2 separate regions of the Mus musculus genome follow, and region 1 is linked to region 2. A link is a contact called in public promoter capture Hi-C data. All regions are on one chromosome and are shown on one strand. The core of a region is the stretch at or near the end of the contact, and the rest is flanking DNA. Distances in the headings are between cores, read along the strand shown. Region 1 overlaps Prcp (prolylcarboxypeptidase (angiotensinase C)). Region 2 holds the start of Pcf11 (PCF11 cleavage and polyadenylation factor subunit).

Region 1 (5,493 bases), core at 90-2,589, 230 kb before region 2:
CTACAAACAAAACCAAACCAGGAGCCACTGATAGGGACCTGGAGAGGAAGCTGAGCAAGTCAGAGCACTTGCTACTCTTGCAAAGGACCTGGGTTTGCTTCCCAGCACACACATGCACACACACACACACACACACACACACACGCACACTGGGCTCACAACTATCCATAACTGGAGTTCTAGGGGATGAAGTGTCCCCTTCTGAACTTCTCAAGCACCAGGCTCCCACATGGTGCATAGCCACATGCAGGCAAAACAGTTATATAGGTAGAATAGGTCTGAATTTTCTTTTTTAAAGTGACTGCCTGCGTTTGATCCTTAGCACAGAAAGAAAGAAAGAAAGAAAGAAAGAAAGAAAGAAAGAAAGAAAGAAAGAAAGAAAGAAAGAAAGGAAGAAAGAAAGGAAGAAAGGAAGAAAGGAAGAAAGAAAGATTCTCATTTTGTACAAATTATACATATAAAGGAAAGATAAAGTACAAATTATTAAGTTTTCAGCACTTCAAACTAAAGTGATCTCACGCTGTTTGAGTATAAAATGTTCTAAACTTAAACAAATAACTACCACAAAGGATACTGAAAATCTTTAACCTTAAAAGAAACATGTGTACATACCTTGAAGGAGTCCTGACCAAAGGGAAGGGACTCCCCATAGTATCGATGCTCAGCGAACACCAGCATAGCTTTCAGCTCCTCAGCCACATCCCACATGAACCCCTAGGAAGAGTTTACAGACTCACAAGTCAAATTGGGCCATGAAATAGCGCAATGAACTTTTGCAAACCGTATGAAACAGATGTCAGACCAGACCAGAAAGAACTCTCTAAAAACTGTGTAATATATGTGTGTTCTACTGGGGGTGGGGGGAATCTACACTAGCTGTGTCACAGTGTAATACAGAGAAACAAAATAAGATCAGTATGTTCATCTAATAGTCACCTCATCTCTTCTTATCCTGACTCTCTGACCCTGAGTCAATATTATATTTCAGTCTTCAAACTGCACAGTGGTTAATATTCTAGGAAGGAGGTAAAGATATCTAAGTGTCAAAGACATAGACAGACAACATAGAGAAATTAAGAAATAAATAAGCATATTAAAACCCCTTGGGATTTTAATCTAATTTATCAGAAAATCAACAGTATCTAACAGCAGCTGTTATTAATTACTGCTTGCAATGTGTCAGATACTGCTCTAACCACACCTGTAATAATTCACTTAATTAGCACAATAAACAAGAATCAGGCACTGTGGTTTTACAGGCAAGGACACAGACACAGGCTCAGTGTTCACACGGGCTGTAATGCAGAGCATTCGCCAAGGCCCCTAGACTTCCTTCCTGCACACTGCCGGCTCCTCACTAATCACTCACTGCCTCTTTCCCTTTAACTGGACGGCGCCCTCTGAATCCATGCTAAGAAAGCATCCAAGGCGGACAGCCTTAATTGATTAGATCAGTGGTTCTGTCTCTGGGTTGTGACCTCTGGGAGATAACGAACAGCCCTTTCTCTAGGGTCTTCTAAGATCACAGGAAATATCAGATGTTTACGCTATGATTCATAACAGTTGCAAAATTACAGTTATGAAGTAGCAACAAACAAAATTTTCTGGTAATAAACTGGGAAGCTGTATTAAAGGACTGCAGCATTAGGAAGGCTGAGAGCCTTGAGATTGGACAGTTTAGCATAGCATAGCATTCGCTGTAGATGTTGAATATGGTACTATTTCCTAATGAGGCAAAGGAACTTTAAATGGCTTTGGTTATTTTCACTAATCTATAAGGATCTAGGAGCTACCTGAGGGGATAATGGGTATGTTACCCTGATACCTGTGGTTTTCGAGGACACCCCCCCCCCCCGCTTCTCTTTCAGGGAGATAGATGGTCACTCTTGTCACATATCACAGATCCAGCCACACCCAGCTCAATCACACTCTCCCCTGCATGCCCCAGCCCAGCAGAGCTGGCCATCTATCTCCTCTCAACACCAGAGGGCAGCAAAGAGCTCCTGCACCTGCTGCAGCAGGAACTCACATGCATGCCTTACACCACCAGACTGCAATGGTTTAAGAGAAGGAGCCCAGCTCTGTGGAGTTGGTCTCAGGCTTTGACCGGAAACAATGATGTGATTAGTGGTTATTTGTCTGCATCCATTTCGAGGGTAATTTTACCTCTCAAAAGAGGACTATGTCATTGATTTGTTAACAAGCTGTACCAGCAAGTTCTTTAATCTTATTTAGTCCTCACACATATGGGAGCTAGGCTTTCTTACTATACCCACTGAAGAAAAGGCTGGAGTCCAAGGCTTGCTCAACTAAAATAGCAAACTGACAGTCAGGACGGACGCCTCATGCATCTGTCTTCACTGCTTCTCAAAAACTTAAATGTCCAGAAGTGAACGTCCAGTTGAAATGCTTTAGTTGATAGGAAGATGCCAAGGGCTGGGGACATCTGGGATCTGCCCTCTTAGGACCCAACCTCCTAGGATCTGCTTTGGACACTTATTTAAAACTGTTTTTCTTCTTCACCTCTCTGAGGACATGGATACCCAGAAAGGGTTCAGTGGGGGCTGCAGATCGAATGAACATCTCTCTGCCTGAAATAAAACAGAGGAACTGGCCGGGAAAGGTTGCTTGTGGGTTCCGCAGAGAACATTAGCTACAGGGAAGAGTACAGTGTAGTATACATCTTTAATCCCAACACTCAGGAAGCAGAGGCAGAAGCAGCCAGATCTCTGGGTTCAAGGTCAATCTAGTCTATATAGCAACTTCCAGGACAGCCTGGGTTACATAGAGAGACCCTGTCTCAAGCAAATGAAAAGCAAATCAAAAAGGAAAGAGACAAAGCAGACCTGTTTTATACAAATAGCCCAGGAATCTGGACACTTACCTAATGTCTTTTCTCAGGAGCTATATAAAGCATATTTATTCATTATTAATTTTTTATTTTTATTTTATCATTATTATCTTATTTTATTTCCTTTTTTGGTTTTTCCAGATAGAGTTTCTCCATGTAGCCCTGGCTGTCCTGGAACTCAGTCTTTAGACTAGACTGATCTCAAACCACTCTGCCTCCCTAGGACTGAGATTAAAGACATATATCACCAGGGCCTGACATTTAAATTCTTTCTTTATTTGTTCGTTGGTTTTTCTCTTGATTATTTGGCTTTGCAAGGTTGGGTGTCAATATACAAGCAGGAAAGACTCAAATTTACAGTTTTCTGGCCCCACCCTTCTGAGAGGGTGCACCCCCATGCCCGTGGGATTTGGGTCTTGGTCATCTGAAGAAAGTAATCACACGTGAGTAAGACAGTAACTGTATACTTAGAGTCATGCCTTTCCTGTCAACTGAATTCAGTTCAGCAAACATTTCTCATAATTCCCTGAGAATGGTGCCCTGGGGCACTGAACTGAACCCTGCACTACTCCCTACAGGGCAGGAGTTCACAGCCTAGCTTCTTGGGAGAAATTTGACATTATCTAGTCACAGCACTGTCTGTGTTCCTTCCAAACTGTTTTGTCAATAGATGCATTGTTAAATGGTGATAGAAAATTAAGTCAGTAAAGCAAATTAATAGATTATACTATTTTAATTCTAACAAATTAAAAACGGGTAGAACAGAAAACTAGATGGAACAGTGGCTACTTTACCCCCCCCCCCTCCAACTGGACAGTCAAACTTGTATATTTTTCTTTGTTCGCACTGGTTTCATTTCAGTCTTACTTATTAATTCGGTAAATATTTATTGATCATCTACTAAACACACAATACAAATCTTCACTTTAAACATACAGTATTAAACACAAAACATTCCTAGCCTTACATTTACCTTCTACAGGCTAAGGATACACAATACTGCCCACTGGTGTGGAAAAACCAAAATTTTTCCCCCCAAAGTAATTTTGTCTGCTTGTCTGTCTGTCTGTCTTCGTTGAGACAGGGTTTCATACAGTTCAGCCTGACCTTGAACTAGGTGACAGCACAGGCTGGCTCTGAATTCCTAGCACCGTCATTTTTCATTCTCTCAGGAACTTTTGCCATCTTTCTATTAATATTGAGTTTCTTTTATTTTATTTTTCATTACATTTATGTACTCATTTGGGGAGAGCACATGCCACATCACACTTGAGGACAGCAAAGAAGAACATATAGGAGCTGGTTTTCCATCAAGCAGGGCTCAGGGATGAAGTCAGGTCACGAGCCTTTGCCAGCTGAGCCATCTTGTTCACTCTCCTTTCCTTGTTCACTATCTTTTTTTTTGTGGTTTTTCGAGATAGGGTTTCTCTGTGTAGCCCTGGCTGTCTTGGAACTCACTTTGTAGACCAGGCTAGCCTCGAACTCAGAAATCTGCCTGCCTCTGCCTCTCAAGTGCTGGGATTAAAGGTGTGCGCTACCACCGCCCAGCTCACTATCATTTTTGAAGAACAGTATAATTAAAACAGTAATTCTTGGTCATCTATACTGCTAAGCATTTCTCCTGTTTATCACTATAAAAGATACTATTTCAGCAGATCACTAATGTATACATACCGTATTATTGCAAAACCAGACAATGTCCCCTTCGTTACCAGTGTAGAAAAGTATTGATCCACCATTTCTCTGCCAGTGTTTATCAGCGACTAGGTACCGCTGTTTAAAAGTTCTCATGTCAGCAAACCCAAAGTGGTCAACCTGTGATAAAAACAAAACAGACAAGACATATTTCAAGGAAAAGGAATTGAAATTAACATTAAGTAAATAAAATTACCATTAACATTCTTCCACAGAAATCAAACTATACTATAAAAATAATCAAAAGAAAAGTTAAACTCAAAAAACCAAAAAAAGAAAGAAAGAAAGAAAGAAAGAAAGAAAGAAAGGAAGAAAGAAAGAAAGAAAGAAAGAAAGAAAGAAAGAAAGAAAGGAAGAAAGAAAGAAAAGTTAAAGTTCATTTGGTCTTATTAATACTAGTGTCATTTTGAAATTATTTTGCTTATATACTGAGATGAAGCAGTATTTCTTATGGTGGTCAAGATTTTCAGTGCAAAAGAAAAGATATAATTATAAAATCAAGTAGTTACTTAAAAACATGTCAAATCCATCTAGAGACTGCCATACCCAGGGATCCATCCCATAATCAGCCTCCAAACGCTGACACCATTGCATACACTAGCAAGATTTTGCTGAAAGGACACTGATATAGCTGTCTCTTGTGAAGCTATGCCAGGGCCTAGCAAACACAGAAGTGGATGCTCACAGTCAGCTATTGGATGGATCACAGGGCCCCCAATGGAGGAGCTAGAGAAAGCACCCAAGGAGCTAAAGGGAACTGCAACCCTGTAGGTGGAACAACAATATGAACTAACCAGTACCCCTGGAGCTCTTGTCTCTAGCTGCATATGTAGCAGAAGATGGCCTAGTCAGCCATCATTGGGAAGAGAGGCCCCTTGGTCTTGCAAACTTTATATGCCTCAGTACAGGGGAATGCCAGGGCCAAAAAGGGGGAGTGGGTGGATAGG
Region 2 (5,375 bases), core at 2,470-4,969:
ACCTTGGCCTAGACTATTTCCTCTTGAGAGGCTAGTCCTCGAAGAGGGTGAGTGAACCCAGCCTCTCAACATTCCCTACTAGAAAATACGGTGACAACTAAGATGCTTTACCGTGACTCATAATAATTTCAACCTTCGAAACAAATGAAAGGTCAAATCTCACTTTTAAAAATATATGTATGGGTATTTTTTCTGCATGTATTTATGTACACCATGGCACCTTGGTGCCCTCAGAAGCCAGAGAGAACATCAGATCCTCCAGAGCTTGTGTGCTGCCTTGTTGGTGTATACTGTTTTGTGGGTGTTGGAAATTGCATTCTGGCTCTTTGGAAGGGTAGCCAGTTCTTTTAACCACTGAGTCATCTCACCAGCCCCTGAATTTTAGAACTCACTAGCCTAAAACTAATTCACCTAATTTTCAGAAAAATAGATACATAGACACATAGATAAATTGTCTATGTAACTGTTATCTAATGATTTCTTCCAATAGTGAAACATTCCATTGCAGGGAAGCTTTTTAAACAGGAAGGTAAGCAACTTAAAACAGCTTCAGGAAGTCCCTGAAATTGAGCGGATTCACTAAGTCCTTCCCTGCCAGAGTAAGTAAAAGCAACGGATTTTCAGAGGAGACAAGCTGCAAAGAAGACCCTAAAACCATACTAGCTGCCCGGAAGAAACAGAAACCAGCCCAGCTGCCTGGAAGAGGTTTAGACCAACTGAGGCATCTGGAAAGGACACTCTCCAACCTGCAGAACTGCTGCAGGCTGGGAAGTGTGCTTCAAGTTCCCAGGTTTTGTGAGCTGTCACCCATGCGGGAGTGGGCTTTGGTGATGTAGCTGTCTTAGAGTCATTTCTGCTCCTGTAAGTAACCCAATAAATCTCATTGGTTTACCAAGTTGTTGTGGTGGTATCAGTACTTTGGTCTGCTGTGGGCTCCCTATCTGGAGTGAGTAGGTGTGTGAGAGAGCCTTCCTAAGAAAAGTTTTGTCATACAGCAGTAACCAAATCATGTTAAATTTTTTTTTCATTTGACAAAGACAATGAAACAAAACCTAAAACCCAGCATAAGCCACAATAGCCATTTGAGAAACCAACACTACAAATATAAGCACACAAATATATTTTAATATGTCTTTTGTTAACTCATGAAACTTAAATTGTACTTTTGATTTTTGCACACAAAGGAGATAACCTAAGAATATTTTTTAAAAAAAGTACCCAAGGAGCTAAAGGGATCTGCAACCCTATAGGTGGAACAACAATATGGACTAACCAGTAACCCCCAGAGCTTGTGTCTCTAGCTGCATATGTATCAGAAGATGGCCTAGTTGGCCATCAGTGGAAAGAGAGGTCCATTGGTTGTGCAAACTGTATATGCCTCAGTACAGGGGAATGCCAGGGCCAAGAAGTGGGAGTGGGTGGGTAGGGGAGTGGGGGGGATGGTATGGGGGACTTTTGGGATAGCATTGGAAATGTAAATGAGGAAAATACCTAATTAAAAAAAAGAATCGGATTTGGAAACTGAAAAAAGATATGATATGGACTTATTAAAGATGTAGCTTGGCAGTAATATACTTGCCCGGATGTATGCCACCCTGGATTTGATGTCCAGTATTGAAGAGATAGAGAGGAGGGAGGGAGGAGGGAGGCATGGGAGAGGGAGAGGGAAAGAGAATGAGGACAAGAGAGAGAATATGAATATATCTACCAAACTGAGGAATTATTTTTTAAAAAACAAAATCTAAAAGTAGTACTGGGCACTGTGTTACAAGCCTTTAATCCCAGCAGAGGCAGGCAAAATGCTGTGAGTTTGAGGCTAGCTTACTCTACCCAGAGAGTTCCAGGTTAGCCAGGGACACAGTGAGACACTTTCTCAAACCAAACCAAACCATCCCCAAATTTTCACATTCAAAGGAAACCCCAACTCCTCAAACTCCAAAAGGCAGTTTAAATATCCAGAAATGGGCTCAGTCTGGATTGTAGGAGGATTTCTGGCAGTTATATAAAAGTCAGCACTCCTCAGGAACTTGTGAAACCAATTCCCCTCTGTCCAAAAGACATATGTGGTTACGTTGGTGCCTATCAGGATATCAAAGCACACAAATGCTGGCATTCAGGCTCCCTGGTACCACAAATACCTGTTACAGTCTTCAAAGTGCATGCTAGCATCCTAGCCCTTTTCTCCTCCTCAGGTACCCTAACCTCCCTCCAGCCCACAGGCTTCCATTCTGCCAGCTCCTCATTCTTTATAACCCTGCTATTCTTGCTGGTTTTTTTTTTTTTTTCTCTTCCTCTGCTCTGCTTTTCCTTCTCTTACCATCTTTGTCGTCTATCCGCCGCTATTCTCCCTTCTCTCAAAGACATCCATGGCCATGGTCTGATGGTCGTGTTCGGTTTATCTTTTTCTCTGCTCTGGATTCTCCAGATGCCATGGCAGTTCTTTCTTTATATCTACAATAAAAGCCTTCCCTTTAACCATAGCATGGAGTGGACGTGTCATCAGTTTGTGTGTGTATGTGTGTGTGCGAACTATCCCTCCACTGTGCTTCATAGTTCACTAAGGCTCTGACAAACTATTTGTTTTGTGTATCTTAAAAACCAGATTATAGAAATCTAAGGTATTTTTCCATATATCTCAGATGTATTTTTTTTTTTTTAAACAAGGTCTCTGTACGTAGCCTTGGCTGTCCTGGAACTCACTCTGTAGATCAGGCTGTCCTTGAAATCAGTGATCTCCGTTCTGTCTCTTTAGTGCTGGGATTAAGTGTTATGTTTTTTTGAGATAGGGACTCGTTAAGTAGCCCTGGCTGGACTGGAACTTGACATTTAGACTTGACAGGTCTCGACTCCAAGAGATCCACCTTCCTCTGCCTCCTGAGGGCTGAGGTTCAAGGCCTGAGCCATCAAGTATGGCTCAGATATTGTATTTATTCTAAGGCCATTTGGAAATGTAGCAGATTGAAGAGGTGAGTGCTATTAGGTTATTGTGAATACCCTTCCAGAAATGTGACTTCTTCAAAAGATCTCCAGCTCCTCTGGGAAAGCTTTTCTCACATAGCACCTCCTAATAAAAGCATTTTCCTGGGGACTCAACTCCTGCAAGCCTGTCTAGGTGCTTTTATGAGTGTGGCAGTTAGCAGGAGTTACTCCAGTCTGGATTCCGGGTAGGGCAGGCGTCTCCGCCTTAATGCCTGAGGGACAGCTGGCTCAGCGAGCCCCGCCCAGGCTCCCGGGAGCACCTGAGACGGGGCGACTGGCCTTGACTGGAGGCTTTCGCTCTTCCAGCTCATGCCAACCCCCGCCCGCACCCAGGAGGCAAGCGGGAGGAGGATGGTTGATGGAGTCGCCCAGTGGTTGGAGGAGTGCATAGGAAGGGGCCTGGTGCAGCTTTCATAAACTGGTTGGGCCGGTCCTCTGGAGCCTCCGTCCTCTACTGGCTTCCCTGGATGGGTTGTTATGGTAACAAATGACCGAACAGTCCCTTACGAATTGGCCAATGAGAGCCGACCGTCCTTTGCACCGCGTCTCCGAGCCGGAGGTGTTGCGAAAGCCGAGACTCGACCGAGGAAGAAGGCGGTGCTTGGACGTATTGCGGAAGGGCCGGGGGCGGGGCCTGTGACACGCGCGGGCCAGCCAATCCCGCCTGGTGTTTCCAACGGCCCCGCCCCTTACCGCACATTTCCCCTCCCCTAGTTCATTTCGCACGACGCAGCGGTTGGGAACACAGACATTTTCGGAGCTGGAGCCGCCACTGCCGCCGCCATTTTGTGTCTGTGGAGAAAGAAGCCCCGGCGGCGGCTGGAAGCGGACGGAGATTCCCCGTGAGGCTGCGGCGTTTCTTCCCCGAGGTTCCCCCTGGGTCGTCCCCCATCCCCCCTCCGTGGTCAGCATGTGGTGAAGCCGCAGCCGCCGGAGACCCGGGGAGCGAGGCCGAGGCGTCGGAAGGGAGGCGGGGTGTCGAGCGGCTTCAGCTTCGGCGGCGGCGGACCTCGGAGGGGGGCCGCGGCGCAATGTCAGAGCAGACGCCGGCGGAGGCCGGGGCTGCGGGGGCCCGGGAGGACGCCTGTCGGGATTATCAGTCGTCGCTGGAAGACCTGACCTTCAATAGCAAACCGCACATCAATATGCTGACCATTCTAGCCGAGGAGAACCTGCCCTTCGCCAAGGAGATCGTCTCTCTCATCGAGGCCCAAACCGCCAAGGTTTTTATACACCCCGCAGCCTCCTATTCTTCTAATACTCCTTGATTTTAGTGTCAGCCTCATCCCAGGTCTCGCTTCCATCCGAAGGGGGACGGAGTTCCTCCTCTCCAACCCCCCACCCCCGACTCGGGCTTGGTCTTTGGCCCCGGCTGGGAGCGTGGGCCTCTTTCGGGAGGGAGCGGGGAGGATGCAGGGTGGAGCCCCATTTCCGCTTACCAACTCCCTATTTAGGCCACCTCTGACTACGTCCCCACGCTCCACGCATCGGGGACAGCCTTTCGGATGGGGGAAATACTTAGAGGCAGTTGGTGTTTGGGGAGCGAAAGAGTTAAAAAACAAACCATCTTAAGCCCTTGGGAAGGTGGGGAGGGGCTTTCCCTCAGTGTCCTTTTTGGGGAATTGTGCTCTGTGGGTTGGAAGGAGGTGAAGGGGGACCTGGGAGCGAGCTGTCGGTGGGTTGGGTATAGGGAATTGGCCCCGAGTGGAGCAGCGGCCTGTTAGCTCAACATGGCGCCTGCAAAGCACATGATGCGAAAGGGAAGAGAGGAGAGAACCCATTCCCTGCCAGCCAGGCAGCTGCTCTCACCCGTCAGCCCCATTTTGGGGTGGGGGCTGTTGGATCAAACTTTTATTCTCCTCTCGGAGGGTCTGATTTTGCCCCAATGGTAGGAAAATTGGGCTGAGGATGGGGTTTGGGTGTGTGGGGGAGGTCTTATCCAACCTGTAGGTGGAGAATTGGCCCAGTGGGTAACAAATACTTGGAAGTTTCTTTGAAAAATTCAGTCCCTCCTTTTCCTATTCTCGTTTTCTCCCTTCCCTGATAGTGAAGGCTTGCTTTTCTTCACCCCTTGAGCGAAGTGGTCCTTTGCTACCTTCTGTTTTCCCTCTGGTCTTGCTCTTCTGTGGATTCATGTGGGAGCGATATGTTATTTAAGTAAAGTTACTGTTAAACTTAGTTTATATTGAGTCTTAACCGTTTCCCAATTAATACGTTTTAAGTTACTTTTCAAGCTTGTACTTAAGGTTTAGTTTTTTTTCTCTAGTTGTTAGTGATTGCAATTATCAGGATGAGCCTCCTTTTAGCAGAGTGAACCCCTTTTAAAAGGCCACTTTAACAACAACCACCAATATGTTGTTTAGAGACGGTTTCTGTCTAGTGTACAACTGAGTGGT

The links. Promoter capture Hi-C pulls out the DNA fragments that hold promoters and counts their contacts.
Region 1: a promoter capture Hi-C map of the HPC-7 cell line shows a contact between it and region 2. The contact joins the enhancer-like site here to the promoter of Pcf11 in region 2. A contact is called at or near these places in 6 of 39 promoter capture datasets (the C10 cell line, the HPC-7 cell line, cranial neural crest and 3 more), 1 of 484 Hi-C or Micro-C datasets (erythroblasts), 2 of 115 datasets of contacts at active chromatin or transcription factors (embryonic stem cells and stem cell-derived neural progenitor cells) and 3 of 9 other capture datasets (adipose tissue, liver and pancreatic islet).

Annotation. Positions count from the first base shown.
Region 1 is chr7:92,900,332-92,905,824 of GRCm38.p6, reverse strand. It overlaps Prcp (prolylcarboxypeptidase (angiotensinase C)), which reads right to left. Exons shown (of 9, transcript NM_028243.3): 2 at 4,526-4,666; 3 at 613-714. Among named protein-coding and RNA genes, the nearest start is that of Gm40448, 26 kb to the right of the region's middle. Within about 2 kb of position 1,339, at least 13 of the 459 cell types and tissues checked have an H3K27ac peak or open chromatin away from gene starts, as enhancers often do. A contact at or near this core is called in the HPC-7 cell line, where this site is marked.
Region 2 is chr7:92,668,256-92,673,630 of GRCm38.p6, reverse strand. Pcf11 (PCF11 cleavage and polyadenylation factor subunit) reads left to right here and starts at 3,719. Exons shown (of 16, transcript NM_029078.3): 1 at 3,719-4,202. The coding sequence starts at 4,011.